2 separate regions of the Mus musculus genome follow, and region 2 is linked to region 1. A link is a contact called in public promoter capture Hi-C data. All regions are on one chromosome and are shown on one strand. The core of a region is the stretch at or near the end of the contact, and the rest is flanking DNA. Distances in the headings are between cores, read along the strand shown. Region 1 holds the start of Col3a1 (collagen, type III, alpha 1). Region 2 overlaps Col5a2 (collagen, type V, alpha 2).

Region 1 (5,338 bases), core at 1,657-4,156:
CATTCATTTCCAAAAGTCTCACAATATATTACCAGTTTGTTTGTGTATTCTTATGTCTGGTAACATTTCATTATCTAATTATTTTACTTATAAAAGGAATGTTTAGTTTTTAAAACTCTCTCTCTCTCTCTCTCTGTCTCCCCCCCCCCCACGGACACGCGTGCGCGCACGCACGCACACACACACACACACACACACACACACACACACACACACACACACACACACACACACATATGAGGATCCTGTGGTGCAAGAGTCATGTTGGCGATGGTTATGGAAATGGTGTCTTTGTTAGCCACTAGGTGGCATGGTTTAGCACTTAAAAATCCAGCATGCTTAAAAACCACAGGAAATATAAAACAGACCACGTTTTTTCCGTAGCTGAAATAAAAGGCATGAATAAAGTAAGACTTGCACAGATTTGTAAAGAGACAAGAATTCTTTGTGGAGACATGTTTCATATTCCAGAAAACTCCCAGAAGTTAGTGTCTAGCAATTCTGTACGACTTCTAGGATTTCTGGAGAACATAGGAGATAACCCCTTTAGAGTTCTCTGAGTGTTCCCAGTGTGCTGAATGTCTGCTACTTACTGAAATCTCCTCAAAGTTAATCATTCAGTAGGATTTTCACTAAAAACCTGCAAGGAATGTGAAATATATGATCTTAAATCCTTTTTATCCTTCTTGGAGTTTTAAAGACCATAGCCCAAAGGTGGAAGCAAATGAGCTTAGGATGATGTTAAGATGGTGAGAACCAAACATGTTTCTCTTCTTACTGGAGTTAGATTGGGAAGAAACACACCCACTGTTCCTATAGTATTTCTCATATTACTTTAACTGTTAAGAAACTATAGATACTATGTTGATATTTTAATTAATGTCCCAAAGACATAGGTTTCTTCCTTCCTTCCTTTCTTCCTTCCTTCCTTCCTTTCTTTCTTCCTTCCTTCCTTCCTTCCTTCCTTCCTTCCTTCCTTCCTTTCTGTCTGTCTGTCTGTCTTTCTTTCTGTCTGTCTTTCTTTCTTTAAAAAAAATTAAGATTCTATGATTCTTCATCTAGATTTCAGAATAAAAGTTTGGGCTGCTAAGGAATTAACATTTCTTTGGATCATGTCTCCTATTAATAGGGAAGGCTTGGGGTTGTTTCATCTTCCAGGAGGGCAGGATGTGAAGAGAAAGTGAAAAAAGAAAGCTAAAAAGGAATTGACTATCCAAAGAAAAGAAAATGTAAGATGAGCTGGGGAGGAGAGAGGATGAAAATAAAGATGGGAAGCAGAGAGTGAGTCACTGAGAACAGGGAGGGGTGAGGACTGGGGTGGGGGGAGGGAGGTGGATAAGCCTAGGATGGGGGAGGGGTGATGAGTGAGGAAGGAAAATTGGGAGGGGAGTTCCTAAGGAGCCAAAAGGGGTGGAGAGATAAGGAGGGGGGAAAGATGGAGGGGGATGGAAGGGTGGGTTAAGGGGAACAGAATTAAGAAACAAGCAATCTGGGAGCTCCTTCTCTGTGTATCTGTGGACTGAACATACAGAAATATAAAGTGTCTCCTTCCCTTACTCTTGCATAGATAACTTCTGAAACTAGTGAAGACACTGCACACAGTGGAAAAACGAATGCTCATGAAGCATTTGCTAAAACTAAAGGTTTAAATACCAACGTGTTTGATTATGTATGAAAAGAACTGCTAGCAACTTCTTTTAGCCACAGATAAGATTTACATCAACACAATTATTTTGAAAAAAGTGTGCACCCCAAATTTTCATGATGACAAGGAACATATGCATTTTTAAAAGTATTTAAGTAAATAATGAGACAGTTGCTTTTAATTTGGGGCACAAGAAAATAAAGATCATTACATTTGGCTACCAAAACTATTTCAAGTCTGCCTTTTTGAGCAAAACTTGTATCTTTACCTTGTTTGGAGGAAAGCAAAAATATTCCTGTTAAATTATGTTATCTTCAGTAATGGAAATCCAGCTAAACAGAACATAAAACAACTTTTGGCAAACTCTGAGCACATTGAATGTGTGCAATCATGGAATGCAATAAAAACAGAAACAATGACACGTTTTTGCAGCCTGGGCTCATTTCTGGAAGGTCCATAGATAGTCCACATTTATAGTTTTACAGAAATACATAAGGGATTCTATTTATTTTCTAGTATCTTCTTAAGGGTTATTCATTTCAGAGACATTTCTAGTGCATTCTTTTGAAAAACATGGCTAAATATCCTATCTTTGTAAAGAGAGCAGTGTACAAAGGAGAACATGAAATTATTACAAGAGACCAATAAATTCCAGATGGCCTGGGAGCATGCCAAGATGTTCACAATGCAGGAGGGGAGTACTTTAAAACATTTTTTAAAAGGTGAACATGAAATCAAGTTAATTTAAGAACAGTTTTTACCTTAAACAACTAGAGAATATTATACATGTACATTAACTTTTAAAAAAATCAAATATAGAAAACAAAATTAAGGTTAACAAAACATTCCACAGTCAGAGGCTAGACAGGAAATTCTTAGGAGGCTGATTTTCCCACTATCTTACCCTTTGTAAGAAGTTAAGGCAAAATTAACCCAGAAAGCCTGTTCAAATCGGTACCTACTTACCTACGTTGGACTGCTGTGCCAAAATAAGAGTGGGATGAAGAAGGGTGAGAAGAAACCAGGTTCCACTTTGCACAAAGCTCATCATGTCTAAATATCAGACATGAGACTCTTTGTGCAAAAGAGGAGAGAGGAAGAAGCAGCTCAGAGTAGCACCATCAGTTGTCCCTGCCCTTCAGCACCGGGCCCGTCATAAAACTCAGCCGCTCGCTTCCCTCTGCTCTGGCCTTAAATAGGAAAAAGTTTGGCTTCCCTCACTTTCCAGCCCCTTTCTGAAATATGAGAGCAGAACCCATCCCCTCAGCAGTAAAAGCAATGATTAATATATTTTTCCCTGTGTGTAGAGGACACAACCCACAGACACAGAAACAGCACATCTGGAGCATGTGTACATCAGCCTATGCATATGTTTATAACATGCATTAGTCTTAAATACATATTTGCATGACAGAAACACATAGGAATGTGCTTTGTGATAGCCTACAACAATTGTTTGTGTGTTTTTAAATTTCCCTCTGAAACAGTAAAAACTGTCTGAATTTGAAAAAGTGTTTTGACTCCCATTCTCCGGCATGGTCATTTTGTAAATTTTATCTTTCTAGAAGACTCTGATACTTTGAGTTTTGCCAGAGTCCATCCTGACTCAATTTTAACAGGAAACTGTAAGAGACTATAAAGGAAAATCCTCTGAAGGCCCTGAACTCACCACCCACTCTGCATTCCAAATGTTAGACTGGAGGCAATTGTCACAAAACTGTCTTTGAGCTATGTTTGAAGAGATATTGAGACTCTTATCTGTTACTGTTCCCCTTGCTCTATTTCTCACGAATTTCTTTAGCAACCCTGACTGCTTCCTTGTAAAATTTCCAGTTTATGTGTTACTAAAGAAATCAGAACAGGCATTACTAAAGAGAAAAAAAAGCAATCAAACTTTTCAAGTCTTGTCCTTGTAAGAAACTACAAAAGAGAAAGTTCAAAGTGTGGAATAGAATTTCTAATTTCTAATGTAATAATTACTACAAATATGTCTACATCAGTATTTTCTATGTTTCTGTTCCAAGACCTCATCTGAAGAGTTTTCTATGTATTTCTAGATCTAGTTGAGGAATAAATACCACTATATCTCTGATTAAATCTCTGTAGAAAAAATGTACTTGTTACCCTTATTATGATGACCAACTTATATCTTGATACCCTATCCTTCACTTCCTTATTCCTTCATTTATCTTTAAAAATCAATCGTGGGCATTTTGATCCTAATCATGGCCATGTGCATTTATTTCTTTAGTCTTAACCTCATAGAAATATTCCCTTTTTGTGCATGCACACTTAAAAATTTACCCCATTATATCAATTCATGTTATTTCTTAATGATCCAGCTCAAAACTTCCCTCTTTAGGAAAACCATCTCATTTAGAATTATTTTTTATATATAATTTTCTCTTTCCTAATATATAATACTATTTTTAAAAATCTGTTTTTATAGACATCAATGCTATAAGCATGGATAATGCTATGTCTTCCTCCATGTGTCCCTGCTCACAGAGAGCCCACACTGAGATGTTCAAGGAAGAAAAGTGATGTCTTTTGGCGACAAGAAGCAATAAAATAGGACAAAAATCCACCCCCTGTGCATCTTCTGATTTCAGATTGGAGAAGAGCTGCCAGAAGAGGCAGGGAATAGAACTTCTGAGATTGGCTGGGCTCGGGTTAAAGTGAAGAAATTGAGGACCGACATGTATGTGTCTTTCTATTAATAGTCTTCATCCTTTACCTCAAAGTTTTTGTCTGTTCAAACCATGTTAGAAACATAAGTTTTTCATATATTTGCAGTATACAAAAACCAGTGCTAATACATATAAGTACATCTCTCTTTACTCTAAATGGAAAATGCAAACATTGAGATTTATTGAAAATTGTCAGTAGAATTATTTTTCTGAGTGAAAAAACGTAATGCTACTTTGTACTAATTAAAAATTTTGTATGCACTATTTCATCAACGCTATGCATAATTCCTGTCACATTCTTTAAGTTTATAAAACTTCTTAAAGTAGCATTTTTGCATAAGAAAAAGATTCCTGATTGATATACTCACTACAGACATATGGCTGATGTTTTTGCAGATCTAGGCATTGTTCCATTTTAAGGCTTTGGGGGAGACCTGGAGAACTAATCCTCCAGATTGCATGATTTATCATGCTTCTCTACTTTGAGTGTGTTTGGAAGTTCTGCTTCACAAGCCTTTGTGTTCTATGTCCTAGAGCTTTGGTTTCCTCATATCCAAATGCTTCATAGTGCAGTGTCCAGATGGGTGTCGATCTGAGTGAGCTATTGTTACAATGGCTGAAACATGTGTCCTGGGAAACCATATCAGGCAAAGCCAGCACTGTTGTGACCTACACAAATTGCTTCCTATATACTTGTCACTTTTCTGATATGAACAAGATGCATTGAAAAAGTTAGTTTCTTATTTACATCTGGAAACTTGTCAAAAATATAAGTTTCTACACCAGCTAAGTCAGTGCTCAATTTGTCTCTGGGCAAGAATGGCTGGAAAGATGACTCAAAGCAAGGGTGTGGCAGGTTATCAACCAAGAATTCAAGTCTTCAGTGGAAAGCTGTGCTTGGGGGAGATGCTGTAAGCCCAGCTGTGATGAACTTTGCACGCTAAGGAATGTCAGCAGTGTTCTCAGCAACGGATTGCAATAAGAAAATCAATTGTTTCCATCC
Region 2 (5,338 bases), core at 897-3,396, 120 kb before region 1:
CTGGATTGAGGTCTTTACTGTCACAATAAGGAGTGGTATAAAAATAATTCCAGTTTCTAGTACTATCAAACAATACAAATCATTTACATCATGTAATGTGGTTTCTCAACTTTAACACTATAAAAGCCTTGAACCAGATAACTCCTTATATGTTGTGGGATTGTTGTCAGTTCTACCTACCAGATGCCAGTAGCAACCCTCATTTCTCTTCTAATTGTTGCAAATAAAAATGAATTGATGCTGCCAAATCTAGGCAAAATTGTACTGGATTGAGTAGTAGTAATTAGATAGAAACTCATGAAGCCAGTGACCACCATGATTCTGTCATCAAAAGTCCCTGGTTTAGAGTGTATTATTCAAATTGCTTCACACTCAAAGGTTTTTAGTCTAGAGTACATTATTATCCAGGTTACTTCATGTTGACAAACTCGTCATTTATCTGGAGATGAACATTCAATCATATGTTAAGTACAAATTGCATGTGACACCTAAGGAGTCACCTGTGCAGTGAAACATGCACCAATTATTGCAGCTGTAACATTCCATAATGTACCCATGTGAGTGGTTACGTGTGCAGGACTTTGTGCAATCAAACTGCTAACCCGCAGGAGGTACAAAGTTCTTGTGGAGTGTGCAGCTTTTCTTCATGTGAACGTTTAAAGTTTGCCACCTAGTGGCCATCCACAAGTACTTTTATGCAGAGTGCTGCCTGAGAGTATTCTGGGGGATGGAAGAAAAATGATGATACACAGAACATTTCCTTCCCCAACACAAAATTTATATGACTAACTTTAATTGGAAATATGAAATGTATTTTAATGTATCCCCAATTATAGTTTATTTTTATTTTCATCAGCAAAATGTCTACATAATGTTTTTCTTATTCTCATTAAATTTCATTTTGTTTTAGAAAAATTTCATAAATGTTTATTAATTTAAATCTCAAATTGTGCTAGACCAAAACACAATGGATATTTAAAGGCGATTCCAGGAGACTAGAGAAGAGTCCAAATCAGACCCAGCTTGGTATCTGATCCATCTTAACCAACGAATACATTAGCAGTTTAGAGAGTTAAACTAACCAGATCTCTTTTGGTTCACATAAAAAAATAAATATTTTTTTTCTGTTTTTTGGAACTGTTTTTGGAGTTAACATTTTATTTTATTTTATTTTTTTAAGATTTATTTTATTTATTATATGTAAGTACACTGTAGCTGTCTTCAGACACACCAGAAGAGGGCGTCAGATTTCGTTACAGATGGTTGTGAGCCACCATGTGGTTGCTGGGATTTGAACTCTGGACCTTCGGAAGAGCAGTTGGGTGCTCTTACCCACTGAGCCATCTCACCAGCCCCAACATTTTATTTTTGTTACCTTTTTTGTATATAATAACAGTTATCATTTAATAGTTTAATTGGGGGGCAGTGAGAACCATGAATAAGCTCAAGTACTTCTCCAGTGTTCTGGTGTAGAGGTAAAAGGTGTCTACACACTGTGTGATCCAGGAGCCTGACTCAAAAGCTGGAATCAGCTTGCTCATGCCTAAAGAAAGAGCTTAGCGAATTGCCAGTAGTTTAGGGGCAAGAAGGAGGTTGATTTTTTAAATGTAGAAATATTTTTCAAGAAGTTTTGAATTTTCTAGACTGACTTTTCTACCTAAATACAAAGGCATAAATGGCTTTTTTTTTTTTTTTTTGGCCCAATACTGAAAGACATGGATTCTTGAATATAGCAAAGTATGGTTAACCAGCTGCTTCAGCTTGTTAATATTGCTGCATTATTGGTCCTAACTGTGGGCCAAGAAGAGCTACCCTCTTGACTAAGAATTAGAAGCTTCCGTTATTTTTTAACAGCAGCATACCACTTTACTTAAACTCCATGTTTAGTGATAAAAGTGAAATTATCTGGTGACTAATGTGTTCTTCTCTTTCTTATCGGAACTTATTAAGACTTTTAAGATTAACACACAGACACACACACACACACACATGCATGCACACATTCACATGTCTGATGTGAATGATGAAGCTGGGAGATGTAGCTTTTTCAGACTTGAGGACTTGGCTATTTCCCAAGCTGTCCTCAGAATGTGGGTTAGGAGGAGGGCGGGGCTTGGCAGCATGGCTTAGTGATCACTCCTCTGAGAACTAGACTCTGCTGGATCACAGTGCCTTGCCTCTGAATTCTCGTTGGTCTGGTTGACCACTTGGGTGAGAAGGAAAATAAAATGTGCCAGACTTAAAGTATAGAAGAGTGAAATGGGCAAATGTTATCCACAATGTTGGAGAACAACCATGCACCAGATATTCTGCAAGTCTTGTGTACTTTGGAAGATGAAATAGACCAAAAAACTCTACTGAGGTCTTTTATACTTTTGGATAAGATAGGGTGGACTCGGGTTAAGCAGGCTCTTTCTAGTTAACTATAACATGTTGTAACAAGACAGACGAGTGAATTTAGAACCTGTTTTTAAAATTCACATAAGCATCAAAATCTCACCAAACAAAGCTCATTCTAAATGCTGCTAAAGTGAAGTGATTTTCTGATTATTCTAAGATTTCATACATCAAGTACAATTCTTACCAAGACTACATTTCCATAGCAGAAGTGCTGGACTGTGTTGACACTGACAGTGTTTAGATTGTCTGTTTGTAATTATCATGACTGCTATCTAAAACTGCTTTTAGCTTTCTACGGACACATTTTAAGATGGTTCTAATGACAGCTGGTTTTCTTTTCTAGGGTCCTCGTGGTCCTCAGGGAATTGATGGAGAGCCAGGTGTGCCTGGTCAGCCAGGTGCTCCAGGGCCTCCTGGGCACCCCTCTCACCCAGGACCTGATGGCATGAGCAGGGTGAGTTGTGTGTTCTGGTTAGTGTAACAACTAGGTTACATGAAAGTCATTAATTCATTCTTATGTTATTAGACTGTATCAGTTCAGAGGTTGATGGCTTACTCCAAAACCTGTATAGTAAATGTGGACCTCCTATGAACAACAGTGAAACTGATAAATCCATGATAGATTGTTGGAAAAACACAAAGTGTTATTTTCTGAAGGCTTGTATCAAACTATTTGCTTTTATTCCAAACCTTTGGGTATCCCATCCCACGGGATTCAGTTATTTGTGGGTGCAAGGGGGAACGCAAACCTGGAAGGAAATGGGAGGAAGAGAAAGAGAAACAGGAGACCAAGAAGATGGTACCTATCAAGGTCTCGTTTATTATGCTGAGGTGCCTTCCTTTTAAAGCATACATCATGGGGAATAGGGGAGGGGTCGAGGGGGAATTTTACAAAGAACAAAGAAGTGGGCATCTGCTGACATGGGGGCCGAAGTCAGGCGCCAGGCAGAGGGCACTCTGCATCTTATCTCTGGAACATAGATCCTCCTTGACAGCCTTGGGTGTCAGGCCAGGCTCAGGCGTAACTCATGTCCTTGGATGTCATGGGAGTTCAGGAAGAGATAGGGAAGAGGGGACTATAATTCAGCTTTTACAGCCTCAGGTTCCAGGAAGGGAATAGGGGGGAAGGGGGTGATAACCAGCTCCTAGCACAAGGCCATTTGGCCTGTTAGGGAGATTGTGAAGGGCTCACTTTCTCATGGGATGGTCTCTGACATTTGGGTTTTTTTGTTTTTTTGTTTGTTTGTTTTTTTCTGGTTGACCAAGGCACTGTCCACACAATGAACTAAAGAACATACATTTCTGTCCTGCTGTTTCCCAGACTACAAAAACACTGACAAAATCAATCCTCTGGGAGAGGATGCATGTCTATGATGATGGAAAGAGCAGGAAGTTGTACAGACTCTTGGGGCAGACCTTTTTGTCATCATGACAAATGCTGACAAGAAACAGTTTAAACAATAAAGGATTTGTTTTAGTTCACAGTGTGAGAAGTTTCCATCCATGGTTGCTTGCTCCATTGTTTCTAAGTCTCTGCTGGGGCAGAGCATTATGGACTAATGTGGGGAGATTAAATACTCCCCTTCTCCCTGGCCAGGAGAGAAGACAAATAAAGGAAAAGGTTTTGGAAAAGACATAGGTCTCAAGAACATGCCCCCAGTGACTAATTTTATTCAGCTAGACCTCATTTGTGTTTCTAAATCTCTCATCAGTGGATGGAGTCATTGATCAGGCAATTCCATAGACAAGTTACTTCCCAACAGTCTACTTGTAAACATTACACTGGGAACTAAGATTTTATTTTTTTTATATTTATTTATTTTTGAGATGCTCCCCTACCCCTATGAGTTTCAGATTTTCATTCATTCTTCTGGTCATCTGGCCTTCTTTCCTGTCCTTCCCCACACCTGATCCTGAAACCACCCCTATTCCCCTTCCCATCCTCTCCCTCACCCAGTCTCCTTCCTCCATCTTCTTCCTATGATTATTTTATTACCCCTTCTAAGTGACAGTTAAGCTTCCTCACTTGTGACTTCTTTCCTGTTTAGCTTCTTTGGGTCTGTGGAGTGGAGTGTGGGTAACCTGTATTTTATGGCTAATATCTACTCATAAGTCAGTACATACCATACATGTCCATTTGTGTCTGGGATACCTCTCTCAGAATGATATTCTCAAGTTCCACCAATTTGCCTACACAATTCATGATGTCTTTATTTTTAATAGCTGAGTAGTATTCCATTGTGTAGATGTACCACATTTTCTTTATCCATTCTCCAGTTGAGGGAAAATTAAGTTGTTTCTGGTTCGGGGTTATTTTGAATAAAGTTGCTATGAACATAGTTGAGAAAGTGGGGGGGGGCAAGATTTTAACACAGACCTTTTTTGGGGGGGTATGTTGGTGGAGCCACAGCCAAACCACAACAGGATTACAAATATTCCTTAAATGTTTATATCCTACTTTAATCAAATAAAATGCTTTGTTCTGTCTACGCAATTGAACTCTTGGTGGAGGCATATGCTACTTAGTATATCACATAGTACAGGTCAACTTATGGAGTCTGAAGATTATTAGTATTTTACAACTGTTCATGCATTTGCTTCTAATTGAAGAATGGTCTGCTTATTTTTTGAACAATACAGATATTTCCCCACTATAATCTGGAAATTAATAAAGCTGCTGAAATATAGTTGAACAATTTTGGCCAGTTTAATTGCCAGAGTATCTTAAAGGTCATAGAGAATATTTAAAACTGTTTCCAATTTTTGGAACAAGCAGAAATTGATTGAAATGATTATGAAAATTTTGTCAACTTACATTAAATCGTTTTTTAGGTTATTTTCCATGAGTGAATAAAGAACACCATTTACTTAAAATGGAATCTGGCATCTTTAGGATAAATATTTAAAATGCATTCTTTAAGCTTTGTTCTGTTATTAG

What was found. Promoter capture Hi-C pulls out the DNA fragments that hold promoters and counts their contacts.
Region 2: a promoter capture Hi-C map of 3T3-L1-derived adipocytes shows a contact between it and region 1, with 3 times the contacts expected there. The contact joins the enhancer-like site here to the promoter of Col3a1 in region 1. A contact is called at or near these places in 6 of 39 promoter capture datasets (the 3T3-L1 cell line, 3T3-L1-derived adipocytes, the HPC-7 cell line and 2 more), 3 of 484 Hi-C or Micro-C datasets (3T3-L1-derived adipocytes, the HL-1 cell line and the HPC-7 cell line) and 1 of 9 other capture datasets (adipose tissue).

Annotation. Positions count from the first base shown.
Region 1 is chr1:45,309,106-45,314,443 of GRCm38.p6, reverse strand. It overlaps Col3a1 (collagen, type III, alpha 1), which reads right to left and starts at 2,906. Exons shown (of 51, transcript NM_009930.2): 1 at 2,612-2,906. The coding sequence starts at 2,696.
Region 2 is chr1:45,427,414-45,432,751 of GRCm38.p6, reverse strand. Col5a2 (collagen, type V, alpha 2) reads left to right here. Exons shown (of 54, transcript NM_007737.2): 7 at 2,744-2,854. Among named protein-coding and RNA genes, the nearest start is that of Col5a2, 73 kb to the left of the region's middle. Within about 2 kb of position 2,146, at least 16 of the 459 cell types and tissues checked have an H3K27ac peak or open chromatin away from gene starts, as enhancers often do. A contact at or near this core is called in adipose tissue, where this site is marked.